4 separate regions of the Mus musculus genome follow, and all the other regions are linked to region 4. The links are chromatin contacts, called in public HiCAR-type, Micro-C and promoter capture Hi-C maps. All regions are on one chromosome and are shown on one strand. The core of a region is the stretch at or near the end of the contact, and the rest is flanking DNA. Distances in the headings are between cores, read along the strand shown. Region 1 holds the start of Tmeff2 (transmembrane protein with EGF-like and two follistatin-like domains 2). Region 2 holds the start of Inpp1 (inositol polyphosphate-1-phosphatase). Region 3 holds the start of Nab1 (Ngfi-A binding protein 1). Region 4 holds the start of Myo1b (myosin IB).

Evidence for each region. Promoter capture Hi-C pulls out the DNA fragments that hold promoters and counts their contacts. A called contact is a pair of places that touch in the nucleus more often than the background predicts. HiCAR-type assays count read pairs that join an accessible place to other places.
Region 1: a contact with region 4 is called in a HiCAR-type map of astrocytes, with 2.7 times the contacts expected there. The contact joins the promoter of Tmeff2 here to the promoter of Myo1b in region 4. A contact is called at or near these places in 1 of 39 promoter capture datasets (cranial neural crest) and 1 of 115 datasets of contacts at active chromatin or transcription factors (astrocytes).
Region 2: a promoter capture Hi-C map of liver shows a contact between it and region 4, with 2.3 times the contacts expected there. The contact joins the promoter of Inpp1 here to the promoter of Myo1b in region 4. A contact is called at or near these places in 3 of 39 promoter capture datasets (cranial neural crest and liver).
Region 3: a Micro-C map of embryonic stem cells shows a contact between it and region 4, with 6 times the contacts expected there. The contact joins the promoter of Nab1 here to the promoter of Myo1b in region 4. A contact is called at or near these places in 1 of 39 promoter capture datasets (liver), 1 of 484 Hi-C or Micro-C datasets (embryonic stem cells) and 1 of 115 datasets of contacts at active chromatin or transcription factors (pancreatic cancer cells).

Annotation. Positions count from the first base shown.
Region 1 is chr1:50,926,085-50,929,058 of GRCm38.p6, reverse strand. It overlaps Tmeff2 (transmembrane protein with EGF-like and two follistatin-like domains 2), which reads right to left and starts at 1,536. Exons shown (of 10, transcript NM_019790.4): 1 at 940-1,536. The coding sequence starts at 1,111.
Region 2 is chr1:52,815,955-52,819,027 of GRCm38.p6, reverse strand. It overlaps Inpp1 (inositol polyphosphate-1-phosphatase), which reads left to right and starts at 1,340. Exons shown (of 6, transcript NM_008384.2): 1 at 1,340-1,626.
Region 3 is chr1:52,499,036-52,502,243 of GRCm38.p6, reverse strand. Nab1 (Ngfi-A binding protein 1) reads left to right here and starts at 1,796. Exons shown (of 8, transcript NM_008667.3): 1 at 1,796-2,034.
Region 4 is chr1:51,914,511-51,917,805 of GRCm38.p6, reverse strand. It overlaps Myo1b (myosin IB), which reads left to right and starts at 1,828. Exons shown (of 31, transcript NM_001161817.2): 1 at 1,828-2,045. It overlaps Gm33795 (a long non-coding RNA gene), which reads right to left and starts at 1,644. Exons shown (of 3, transcript XR_001778914.2): 1 at 1,302-1,644; 2 at 883-1,065; 3 at 1-808.

The sequences.
Region 1 (2,974 bases), core at 287-2,786, 990 kb after region 4:
CAGCCTTGGGGCATGCCCATTCTGGCGTGGGGGAGGGGGCGGGGATCTATGTTTGCTTCTTTCTCAACTTCTGTCCTCCACATAAGAACTTGGATGGGCATACTTTGGCTACAAAATCAATGTCTTTCAAAGTCAATGGCATTTGCAGCCAAAGGAAGAGAGAAGAGAGTGGGGGTGGGGGTGAAAGGAGAGAAGAAAAGGGAGGGAGAGGGAGCGCTAGAGAGAGCAAAAGAGAGAGCTAGGGAGGTATAGACAGAACAAGCTAGAGGAGAAAAGAGAAAGAAAAGGGGGAGGAAGAGGAGAGGGGAGGAGAGGAGAGGAGAAGGGAGGGCAGGGGAGGGGAGGGGAGGGGAGGAGAGGAGAGGAGAGGAGGAAGAGAGAGAGAGAGAGAGAGAGAGAGAGAGAGAGAGAGAGAGAGAGAGAGAGAGAGAGAGAGAGACTCCGTTCCTGGAAACTTGCCTCCTTAGAATTATCTGTGGCCCAGTGCTGACTAGAAAACCCCTGCATTCAGAAGCATTTTCGGCAGCCTTAACAGTTTCCCTGCAGTCATCATTTGATTTATTGCTTTCTTGATTGTTCTTTCTCATAAAGTTATTTTTCGCACATCCAGGCTAGACTCTTTTATTTTTATTTTTATTTTTTTTAATGATGGGAAATGTTCTGCGTTAGTGTTTTCCCCCAGGATGGAGAACTACCTCTGTAGTATTTCTCTAAATCCTCCGATTTGAAAGGGGCAAACATCTATGGTTCCCCACACCTGTACTTTGTTCCTATCCCAGCACGCCCAGCCTTAGCTGAAGCAGTTCTCAATGTTTCTCAGGATTGAGGTGGGAAGTTCTGGGTTTCAGGCAGTGGCTGGGCAGACATATGAGAGTAGACAGGTCTGTGCGGGTTCCGCGCTTGGAGAAGTGAAGTAGAGGGCTGAGGGTCTGGACTTACCGGAGCAGTTCCAGCCGGTGGGCGTTTGGCAGTCACTTAAGGAGGTAGGGAAAGCAGCGAGTTTTACCGGGCGGGCTATGATAAGCAGCGTCACGGGCAGCAGCAGCAGCCAGCAGAAGCCCTCGCAAAGTGTCCAGCTGCTGCACTGCCGCGGGGACTCCCACAGCACCATGACTACTTCGCGCAACTCTGCAGCAACCAAAGGCTTCTGAAGAACACGGGATCGCAGGGGCCACGCAGCGGGCTACTGAGCATCCCGCGGACCGCGGCAGCAGAGGAGGGGGCGGCGGCAGGGACAGCCGGCGGTGATACTGCGACCAAAGGAGAGCATGATCTCCGGAGTTTCAGCAACATCCAGTGACCGGGCTCAGCCTGCGGAGTGAGAGGATAGTCCGCTGAGAAGCTGCGCCCCCGATGCAAGGAGCTGCTGCCATAAGGAACAGGGTCGGGGCAAAGGAGGAGCAGGAGACAGAAACCAGGGTGCGGAGAGGAGGCGGCCAATCGGCCGAAGAGAAGAGCGCGACCAGACTGGGTGGAGGGACAGTCACAGCGCCCCGCAGCCCAGCCGCCGCCTCTCGCGCTCTGCCGCCCGCATCCCTCTGGCGTTTGGGAAGCAGCAGGTCCTTAGCCCGCCCGGGGTCACGTGGGAAGCGGCAGTCGGACTCTGATTGGCGGAGCGCGATGCAGGTCCCGGGAGGGAGGGGTCGGTGAGGAGGTGCAAGGAGGAGGCGGCCACTGATGCCACAGATGGGCTAGTTCTCTAGGCTCTAACCCGAGTGGGTCTAGGCGGGATGGCTCCTGGGAGAAGCTCAGGCTTCAGGGCGGCTACTCCCACGTTCTTTCTCCCACTTGCCTGGCTTCTCTGCTCCATGACGCCCCCTACTGTGTGCGAGGTCCAGGCTCGCGCCTCTCTTCTGTGCGTGACCCCGGGCTGACAGCACCCGCTGCGGCTGGGTGGCCTTGTCTTCCAGCTGGATGTGGTGGGGGCGGAGTAGGTGGAGGACCCGCAGCCACAGGGCAATAGGGGAAGCGGGTAGGGAGCAGAGGGCGTCCCGTTGGCGCCGCCGGTCCGGGAAAGAGATCCAGGCTGGGCATGTCCTGGTAGCTTAAGAAGCATTAGGATGCTTCTCTAGGCGGTGGCAGAGAAAAGAGGGCAAGAGGCGGCAGTGCGAGAGCCAAAAGACTCTGGTGGCTTAAAGCAGCAGCAGCAGCTAGCTCCCCGAGCAAGCCCGACAGTGCTCGCCAGGCTGGAGCAGCCAGTTTCGCTGGCTCTCCCCATTCTCCCTGTGCCTCCTATCCCTTCCAGGCTCTCCGCAGCTCAGCCTGCTAGATTTGATTCTCTTTCCCTGGAGCTCTTTGGTAAGGTACAGACCGGAACCTATTTGTGGGGCTGTCTAAAAGGTTCAACAAAATGTTGTTGGAAGGTCAATTTTGGTCTGGACAGGAGGCCGGAGGAGCAGCGAGAGACTTCTCTGAATCCAAGCTGAGAATGGGTTACAGGGCGAATCCACAGAGAAGCGGCATCCCGGAGGAGAGCTTGGAGTGATTGGGCGTTAGACTTGGGCGTTTTACACCTTGTCTGTGGATCCCCAGCTACCTGGGAGAGGCAAGGGAGCCTAGCCCGGCAGGAGTCACTACCTCCGCTTGGTTCTCCTTAGCCCCAGCAGAAACAGCAGAGAGATATCAGCCTTCCTTCTGCTGCACTCCACGCAGTTAGACACACTCTTTAGCTTAATGGCATGTTAGTTCTCAGGGCCCAGAGCTTTTTGGGACATAGATGGAGAGAAGAGTCTGTCTCCTACGACTCAGGTCACTACTGCAGTCACAGGGTTCTTGGTGCCTTGCACCAAAGAGGTTTCCTTTTGCGTTTGTATCATTCAGTTATTTATGGTATTTTTTCATTCACATTATACATATATACTCCTGCTCTATTTCTCTTTCCTTTCTCCTTCTCTCCTTCTTCCTTTCTTTCAAAAGCTTTCCCCTTTCTCTTTCTTTAAATTTCCTTGTATCGCCCTCCCATAACCTCCTGAAT
Region 2 (3,073 bases), core at 91-2,590, 900 kb before region 4:
AAATGTGCCTTGATCACCAGCAGTTTGCTCCAAGTGTTAATAGAGATCAGAGCAAGCAAGTGATCCAGTGAGATACGTATTGTAGGGTGGTCTCTGCACCTGCAGAGAAATGGGCTAGAGTCATAGCTCCTACTCTAGCCCCTCCCCAGTTCTGCTCCTAGATACAAATCTACTCCCATTTCCTTATGGTAAATGTCACATTTATATTATTCCTTGATTTTGCTGTCATGGATATGATTTCATAATTAATATCAGCTGTAACACCAAGAATGGACTTAAGAGAATGGAACTAAAGGACAATATGAGGATCTAGGCATGGTAGCACCCATCTGTACTCCCAGCACCCAGAAGGCAGAAGCAGGAGGATAGCGAATTTGAGGCCAGCAAGGGTTATAAAGTGAGACTCTTACCAAAAACAAAACAAAACAAAGTAAAAGTGAGAAAGAAGGCTGAATCCACTGAACCTGTGAGTGAATGGAAGGCGGATGGGGAATGGAAGTGGGTGAGGTGCCATCGCAGTACTGCGCATAAATAAATGGGAGCTTGGGGAGAGGTTGATGAGAAAGCCTGCAGGCTAGAATTGTTGAAGTGCTTCCCAGTTCCAGCCACAGAATAAATCACAGGGAAGCCGGATAAATCTTACCAGGACAGAAGGGCCCAGAGCACTCACAGAGACTCTGAGCCCCTTCTATCCCAAAGTTGAATGTTGCCCTTTTTAAAATTCTTACCCTTGCTGCCCTTTGTCCATCACCACCCATTTCTATTTCCACCTACCACTCCCAACTATATCTTTAAGTCACACTGAGCATTAGTTTAAAAGGGTTGCAGCAAGAGATGAGTTTCCCACCCAACATGTGCTTCTTGCCTGGCTGGGCCTTGACCCACAACTAATAAGGTCCAGAAGACACTGCTTTGACTAAACAAACATGTAGGAACCTAGACGCTTCTATTAGAACAGGGGGACTCATTCTAGCAGGAAGTCCAACTTCACAGCTTCAAACCATCTGTCAAACCCATAACACCAAGGGTTCAAATGAATGGAGGAGGAATATTCTCAAAGACTTTTTGGGTGCTTCTGAAGAAACAATGCACACCAAGAACTGTGGTTGAGGCAACCCTGACCTTTCTGGCCCTCTCAAGCAAATTGACAAAGCTTCACTTGTGACGTCGCGGAGGCCAGACTCAGGCTGGCTGGCGTGGGATGCCCTCGCCCGCCCCAGAAGCAAGAGGCCACCCGCCCCGGGGGAAAGAGGCGGGGCCGGGACCTGGCAGAAACTGGGCTGCACTGCTGGAGCCAAGAGAGGCAGGGCGCCTCCCCGCCTTCGCTGCGGTGACCTCCGGTGTTTTCCTGGCGGCTTGCCCTCCGGCTGTGCCCGCCACAGGAGGATTGCGCCAGGTCCCAGCGCGACCACCTCCAGGCGTTGGCACTCCCTTCCTCCTCTCTCGCCCCTCCTCCGCCTCTTCCGTTTCTCTGGGAAAGGCTGTATCCTCCTTGGGGCTCTGCATCCTCGCTTAGGTAATCCGCTTTCCTGCTTTCGCCACCCCTCCCCGGTGTCCAGCGTCTCCACCTCCGCGCATTTGGGTCCCCGCGAGCCTCGCGCGCTCCATCGCCTCTGCAGAGGGCAGGTGAGTCGGTCTCCGGCCGAAGGCTACTGGCCTCGGCGCCTGGGCCTGCGAGGTACCGGGTCGCTGCATCGAGGCCTCTCCGGCCTGCCCGTGCCCACCCACACAGAGCCCGAACCCCGAACCGAGAGGCTAAGCTCGCGGATCACGCCGCCCCCTTAGCTCTGCAGAAGCCACCGAAAGAAATCCAATCGCCCGCAGAGTAGCTTCTTCTGCTCGGTTCTTTCCATTCCTACCACTAGCCTCTAGGTTGAATGAGGTGATCTGAGAATGGTCAGAAGCAGAGGCCCAGGTTCCACGGGTAGGTGGCGTAGCTGTCAAGAAGTAGGGGAGCAGTTTGCCTGAGAGATGCTTCTAACGTGGATCCACGTTGACTGTCTCTAGAGACCCATTGGATGGGTGTAGACTAAACAGTCCGGGGGTATATTTTTTCTACATTTTGAAGTATGGTTTTGTGAGACATGTCTAGGCAGTGGGTGTGGACAGCATAGAAGGGTGTCATCTAAATTATCTAACCTGGCTTTGGTAAAAATCATATGGACTGTCAGACATGAGGTGTGAAAGAAAAATCTAGGGAATACACGTTAACAAGCGCGGTGTGTACTTTGGAGATTTCTGTCCTTAAAACTAGGACCGGAACACGTGGAAGTTTGCCCACTGTGTGAGGGTGTTCGCGTCAAAAGGACTGCGGCTTGAGGCCGTGCGGACAGGACTCTTAATATATATGTATCCCATGCAGAATGAATCTTTCTGTTTTGTTTTGTTTTGCTTTGCTTTTTTGGCTCCTTGCCCTTAATTCCCAGTTTTAATCAGATGGTAAGACTTAGGTCCACCCACCTGGTAACAATCTAAGGAAGAAAACAACCCCAGGGACTACTTTTGGCTGATGGACTAGCAAGATGACCTCAGTCAGGCATCTGAAAGTACAGAATGAAAGGGAAAATACAGGCAACGGGAAAGCCGATTTTAACCCCTGCACGTGCCTGTTTGCTGTTTTCTTAAGAACTTACATTTAAAGGACTTTTATAATACTTTTGCAGTTAATTCTTAGCAATGAAGAAGACTGTGTAAGACACATAAAGTTACACTTCAGTTTTTGAATAGACTAAGAACTCTTCTTTGCAAGTTTTTGAACTAAGCCACCACTTGCACCTTAGACTCTCACTCTGTAGTGTGAAGTTCATTATTGCACATTTAGATTATACTTGTACTTGGAGTAATTGGAGAAAAAATTCTAATTTATTTTTAGACACAGAAGGCCAATAAAAATACAAGCAATAAAGGTAAATCGTTATATAGGTATTTCCTCTTTTACTTCGATCTTGAATAATAATTAGAAAAATGATGCTTTATTCTATTTCATGTTACACCAAAACTGCCTAAAAGATAAATAAGTAATCAATTAAAAACAAACATCTTCCATTTTAAAGAGTGGCACAGATGTGGACTT
Region 3 (3,208 bases), core at 547-3,046, 580 kb before region 4:
ATAAAGAACCTGATGCCTAAAAGCTTAAAATTTTTTTCTTTCATTTTCTTTCCTCCCACCACCTCTCCCAGAAACCATAGGGCATTTAAGCAAAGCATAGTGGGCCCAGAATGCCATTCTTAATGTGGGAAGAACACACTATCTAATGTGCCCAGAACATAAACAAGGAAGGACTTGAGTGGTTAACTGTAAAAAGGATCAGCCCCAGACACATTTCCTTGTCGGTATAGCCTTCAGCAGGGCAGAAGCACGCCCTACCGGAGCACAGCATGCAATTTGGACTCAATTCTGGAGAACGCTGTGCAGTGCAGGTGAGCTCACCAAGTTGACTAATCACTAACTGCGTGGCATAAAGCTACACGCACCCCTCCCCCTAGGCTTTTCAGAAGCAACAATGTTTGCAAACCATCAGAGTTCCCAGTGAAGAATTAGAAGAATTTTGCGGATTTCATTGCTCGACTACCCATTAACCTCTACCTTTCCACACCGGCCAAGAAATTGTCTCAGTAGCCCTGACTGTACTACAACCACCCAAATTAAATTCCTCTTCGCTGAGCAGGAGCATAAACACTGACAATTGGAGTGGCAGGGAGACACTTGTAGCTGTTATTTCTTCTGAAGAATTTGAGGAACTAAGAATAATTATTTAAAATACCAACTATTCTAGACAGGCTTGTCACTAACAGGGAAGATATTTCAGCTTAAATGTATACTTAACCATGTAACTATATGTTTATATATTTATGCATTTAAGTACATATCTATTCCATTGACATCACTCATTTGTAGAACATGTTTTTACAAAAAGAAAAAATGGTTTATTTAATAAGGTCTTTTTCTTTCAATATTATCATCCCACCCATTGTTGCAACATAAAGATGTGGTTTAAAGAATTTCTCTTCTCAAAGAATGCCTTGTATCCCCTTCAACCAAGTAGGCACACTCTGGGAGGCCAGCCAGGAAGTGGGAACGGCCTCCTATATAAAACTGGATTTTTATATGTACATTAAAACAGGATTCTACCTGTATTGCAGTAAGAGCACACCATTAAAACTTGAATTCTTTTCTTTGAAACCCCCTCCCCAAGGAAGGCAAAAATAGATTTAATTTTTTTCCCCTTAAAATTTTGGCAATAGCTTTAGCTTTTGAGGTGCTGTAACACTTTCTTTGGCTAGAAAAGTTTATGCAAACCAAGCTCAAAATGTCTACACCTTGCCTTAAGAACTCTATTTTGACACGCTCAAGACAGCACCAGGAGTGTGTCATTTGCCTACAGGAAGACAACAGAGAATGGCCTGTAAAGTAACACAAGGTTTCCAGACATGAAAAGGGTGTCATTAAGCCACCAGGCCAGAGTTTCCCTTTCCTCCCTCCTCAAACCAGGCCTGGGCGAGGGTGGGGACAGGGTGGAGTGGGCGAGGAGGGACAGGTCCGCACCGCACCTGCGGTTCTGTACCCCCCCCACCCCCTCCCTCCTGGGCGGGCCCGGTGCGGGGCTTGGCAGGCAGCGCTGTCCGCGGATCCACGGAAGCCTCCTCCTCCTCCGACCCGCGCGCGCGCCCCCACCCGCGCGCTCCCAGCTGCCGTGGGAATGGGCCACCCCCGGGACCGCGCCGAGCCTCAGCCCCGCCGGCCCCCACCCCCGCCCCGCGGCCGCCCACGCCGGGATCTGCGTCACTCGGCCGCGCGTGGGCGGGAGCCGGAGCGGCGAATGGAGCAAGAGCGGAATCTCCCGATGTGACAGCGCGCGGGGCGGGGCGGGGGCGGCGGAGGTGGCGGGGGAGGGAGAGGGAGAGGCCGAGGGAGGGGCGGCGGGAGAGGCCTAGGGAGGGCGCCCGGGGCCGCCGCCGCCCGCCTCCGCCCGAGCCTCCGCCCGCGCGACCGAGCGAGCGCCGTCGGGGCGGGCGGGGGACGGAGCGCGCGCCCACCGCGTCCCTGCCCCCCTCGATGGGCGCGGGGGCGTCCCGGCCGCCGCAGCCGCCGCAGGAGCCCGGCAGAGCCGTCGTCGCGGAGCGCGCCGCAGCTGCGGGCCGCGTAGGTACCGGGAGGGCCTCGAGATGGAGCGGGGGGCGCGGACGCGTGGCTCGGCGGGGCCGTCGCGTCCTGCCGGGCGGGGGGCGCGGGCTGTGCGGGGAGGACGCGCTCGCGGGCCCGCGTGGGGTGCCAGCTCCGGGGCGACCAGGGACTTCCGAAAAGTGCCGCTGAGTCTCCGCTTTCTTCCTGTTATCCGCCCCTTCCTACTGTAGTTGTGTTTTCAGAGCGGAAGGAGAGTTTTGCTTGGAAGTGGCTTTCAGAAACTTGGCACCCAGGTGCAGGGAAGCGGGAGTCGCCGAGCCTTTGAGGCTGAGTGGGGAATGTGCAGACACGTGTAGGACAGAGAAGCTTTGGACGCAGGTGTGTGACCTTACGGGGACAGACACCGAAGTACGGTCAACCCGGGAGATCTGCAAGGAATCTCCTGGGTAGAGCTGGAATTTGCGTCTGTAGGTTGAGCTGACCAAGTTTTGCAGCGGGCGACCAGCGGGAACCGTGCCCTGGCTCAGGGAGGCTTGGGAAATTTTGGATTGCCTGCTAATTTACAATTTGATCCGAAAGAGCTGGTTTGGAGTAAGTTGTCACTACCGATTGGTTTGCCAGTGACGTGCCTGCCAACTTTACGGAGTGCAAAGATCAGAATCTCTAAGGAGATTCTAAGATCTCGTATAAAAATATTTTGGCAGTTTTAATAGTTAATATTAGATTGCATAGGAGCAGAGGAACCGAATTTAAAATAAGATTAGTCACATCCGAAATGGTTCGCTGTTTTGTACACGCAGCGAATTACCCTTTTTAAATATTCACTTTTTGAAAAATCTTTCTTTGTACAATATATGTTATGACATTTATAATTCATCTGCCGGTTTTAAGAAGAGATACTGGAGAGAGGATGTATAGGGTCCATTGTATCGGATAGCCGACCAGGGTGGAGGCTATCTTCCTGAGATTCAAAGAGCTGCTTCACACCCAGCTTCTGTGCCAGCACAAGTGACTTGGATTGAAGGTTTCTTCCTCCAGCTTGCATCTTTTGAGACATTTAATTCTGTTCTTTCAGTAAGCTCAAGCAGATAAATAAGTATGCTGTTGAGAATTTGTAGATAGGCAGTGCAGTCAGCCTTCTTCATCTCTGTTTCCAGTTTAGATACTGGAACATTACATCTTGAAAGAAAAT
Region 4 (3,295 bases), core at 579-3,078:
GCACAGGCAAAGGAGATGTGTTCAATCATCATAGGCTACAGTAAGTTTGAAGCCAGTCTATGATACACAGACTCCTGACTCAAAAGTTTCCTGTCCCTACTCTGCAAGCCACTGACTTATAGTTTATGAACCTGTCATTGTATTTTGAAGAAGATAGATTGGCCAGGAGGGTTCAGAGGTCCTGTTGCTGCCCAGTTGCTATAAGCAGATGGAACCAAAGATCTGGCACATATTAAAACATGTTGCCATGTAGTAGGTCTATATTTTGTTTCTCTGGAAGCTGAGAGCGGTGTCTTTACTGTACTAAGTTATCAAGGTCTAGGGTAGCTTGTTTGGTCAGCTGTGGTGGAGGCAATCATTTATGCTACCACTAGGCCAAGTCACCAATGACAAACCCTCCTTCACTTCATGTTTCTGGAGACTGACTTGAGTTAGCTGGGGTTTCACTCTAGGTCTTACTTCATGTAGTATAAGGTGACTGTGACTAAGTCAACTTTAAGGCTCACACAGCCACATGGCTGGGACAGTGAGCAGATGCGGGCACTCTTAGTCTGGAATATATGGCTATACCTGGCTTCTGTGTGCTCCCTCACAGTGAGAGAGAGAGAGAGAGAGAGAGAGAGAAAGAGAGAGAGAGAGAGAGAGAGAGAGAGAGAGAGAGAGAGAGCTGGGTTGGTCATACCACCAACTGTATCCCATTTGTTAGAATTCAGTCCAGCCTGTATTCAAGAGGAGGGCAATCAAATGGCACTCCTCAATGAGAGGTGTACCAAAGAATTTGTGGAGGTTCTCCATAGTTGTATATAAGCTGGAAGGAAGAAAAAAAAGCTCTCAGACTTTGTTTGTCCTGGCCTCAAAAACAAAAATTGAAAAGTAACTTACCTCACAGGTTTTTGTGAAGATTAAATAAAATTGTATCCACTACTCAAAATATGTTAGCTTAAACCATTACCATGCCGACTGAAGACCTAACTGATGCTGGTTCCGTCAATGATGCTAGAATTCCCAGCAGGTCAGTTTGTAGAGGAGGGTCTTGGTAGCCTCTGAGAAGTCCTGGGGCCTGTGCTGGAGGGACAGAGTGACTATATAAGGTTGGAAATCTTTGGTTCGCCTCCTTTCAGTGACAGTATCCAGATATAGGTCAGTGCACTTAAACCTGGCCCCATTTATGGCAATTTATTTCATTATAGGATAAAGTCGTCAGATTCATGAGTAATAATTACTGTGTCTGCCGCGCTTTTAACACCCCAGCCATGTAATCCTCACCTCACCCCATGAGTAAGTTTGATGAACACCCTTACCTCTTCCAGGAACAAGCCAGACCCAGGGTCATGTGGCTTGTCCCGAATCCCAGCGTGGTGAAGACACCTGGAGTGAGAAGCTGGGAGTCCTGAGTCTTCAGACCCTCTACCATGGCCAAGTGATTGCCAGTCATTGCTCAGTACCTAATGGTATATTCAATATGTATGTCAGTGACAGAGACAATAAAAGCCTCACATGGCAGGCCATTTTCTCTTCCATTAAATTGTCATTTTGTGATATTTTTGGGCACCCAAACTTGGACCTAGGAGGGTAGGCAATGTGGAGAAGAATATTCTCTCTGCTGAGGTTCGCGCCCAGGCTCTTGCAGCTGTTCGGCTCTGCATCTCTGGTCTGCAGTTCGCGGATCATGCAGTGGCCAAGGTGAAGGGCCAGTGCGCTTTCCTGGGTGTCCCCGCCCGCCGGGTGCTCACCGGGGGGCGCTGTGCGGCCTGCGCGCCTGGGTGAACCGCGGCCAGGGAGCGAGGGGCGCGTCCGGGCGGTGAGGTCGCCGCCCCCGCCGGGAGAGGGGAGTGGCCGCGCCGCCGCCGCGCCTCTAGCCAGCGCACTCGGAGCCCAGCCGGCGGACGCGGTGTGGGTGCACTGAACGCACGGTCGGCTGAGCGGCGCGGGATCCCCGGCAGCAACTGTGGCACAAGCCCCGCATCGGATCTGACCCGCGTTCCCCAGGCGGCGGCCAGCGAGCAGCACGCGGAGACGGAGTGGCCGAGCGGTTGCCGGGCGAGGTACGCTGCACTCCCCCGTGCCGGCTCCCTTCCCGCCCGTGCCTTTGTGCGCGCGGCCCCAGGCTCAGCCGCAGCCTGCAATCCCGGGTCATCAGCTCCCGGGGCGCTCCTGTGGGGCGCGGAGGCACTCCACCGTGAACCCACGCGCGCTCGAGGTCGTCGAGGGTGATCGCGGCCCCGTGTGGCTTCGGGGGCGGCAGGAGAGGGAAGGGGCTTACAAACTAAGTTGTTCTCTCACTTTGTGTTATTGGCTTCCTACCTACGGGCACTGGGGAACCCTGCTTCCCGCGGGCCCACTCGCATCCCCCTCCATCCCTCTGGCCCACTGGAGTTTCCCGGCCCCAGGTTCTATGGAAGGACAAGCTTATGGCTTCCTGTGGGAAGGAGAAGCGGAGGTGGAGGCGGAGGTGGAACAATGGGGCGTCCTGGGGAGTGGGGTTCAGGTGCGGTGTGCCCCGGCCGCGGCGCACCCGGAGGGGCGACCGGACCCGATGGATCGCCCTGCGAGTGCAGCTGCGCTCCGCTCCTTTGTTCCGCCACAGCGGAGGGGGCTGCCCCGGGTCCCGTTTCCTGCCCGGGATGGGATTGATTCACAGTCCCAGAGAGGCAAGGGGAAGGGGGCGGGGCTCGAATGGAAACCAGACTGGGAACGGGAGCCCTGCAGGGCGCTGGGCTGGGTGGAGCTCTGGGGAGGGGGTAATGAGAGTGCGTTGGAGTTAATTACAAACACAACCTTCTGTCTAAAGGCCTGTGGAGTTTATTTGCGGTGCTTTGTTCATACTACGGCCTAGCACTAATTGGTGCAGCAAGTTCTGTTCTTTCTTGAAGTTCTAGGCTCTGGCTATGGGAGTTTGCTGAAGGCAGATCTTGTTATTTATAACGGACGAAGAGGGCTTCTTTTGTTTTGTTTGTTTTGTTTTGAAATATTTTTCACAATGAATCAGGATATATGTGTGCATGTGTATCTGTGGATTTTATTGTGGCTCGGATAGGCTAACAAACTAAACCCCAAAGCGGGCGTGGTGGTGCACGCCTTTAATCCCAGCACTTGGGAGGCAGAGGCAGGCGGATTTCTGAGCTCAAGGCCAGCCTGGTCTACAAAGTGAGTTCCAGGACAGCCAGGGCTATACAGAGAAACCCTGTCTAAGAAGAAAACAAACAAACAAACAAACAAACAACCAAAACCAAACCAAAAACCAAAAAACTTTTTGAGACATGGTTTATTCCCTGGTTGACCTGAAACTCAGAGA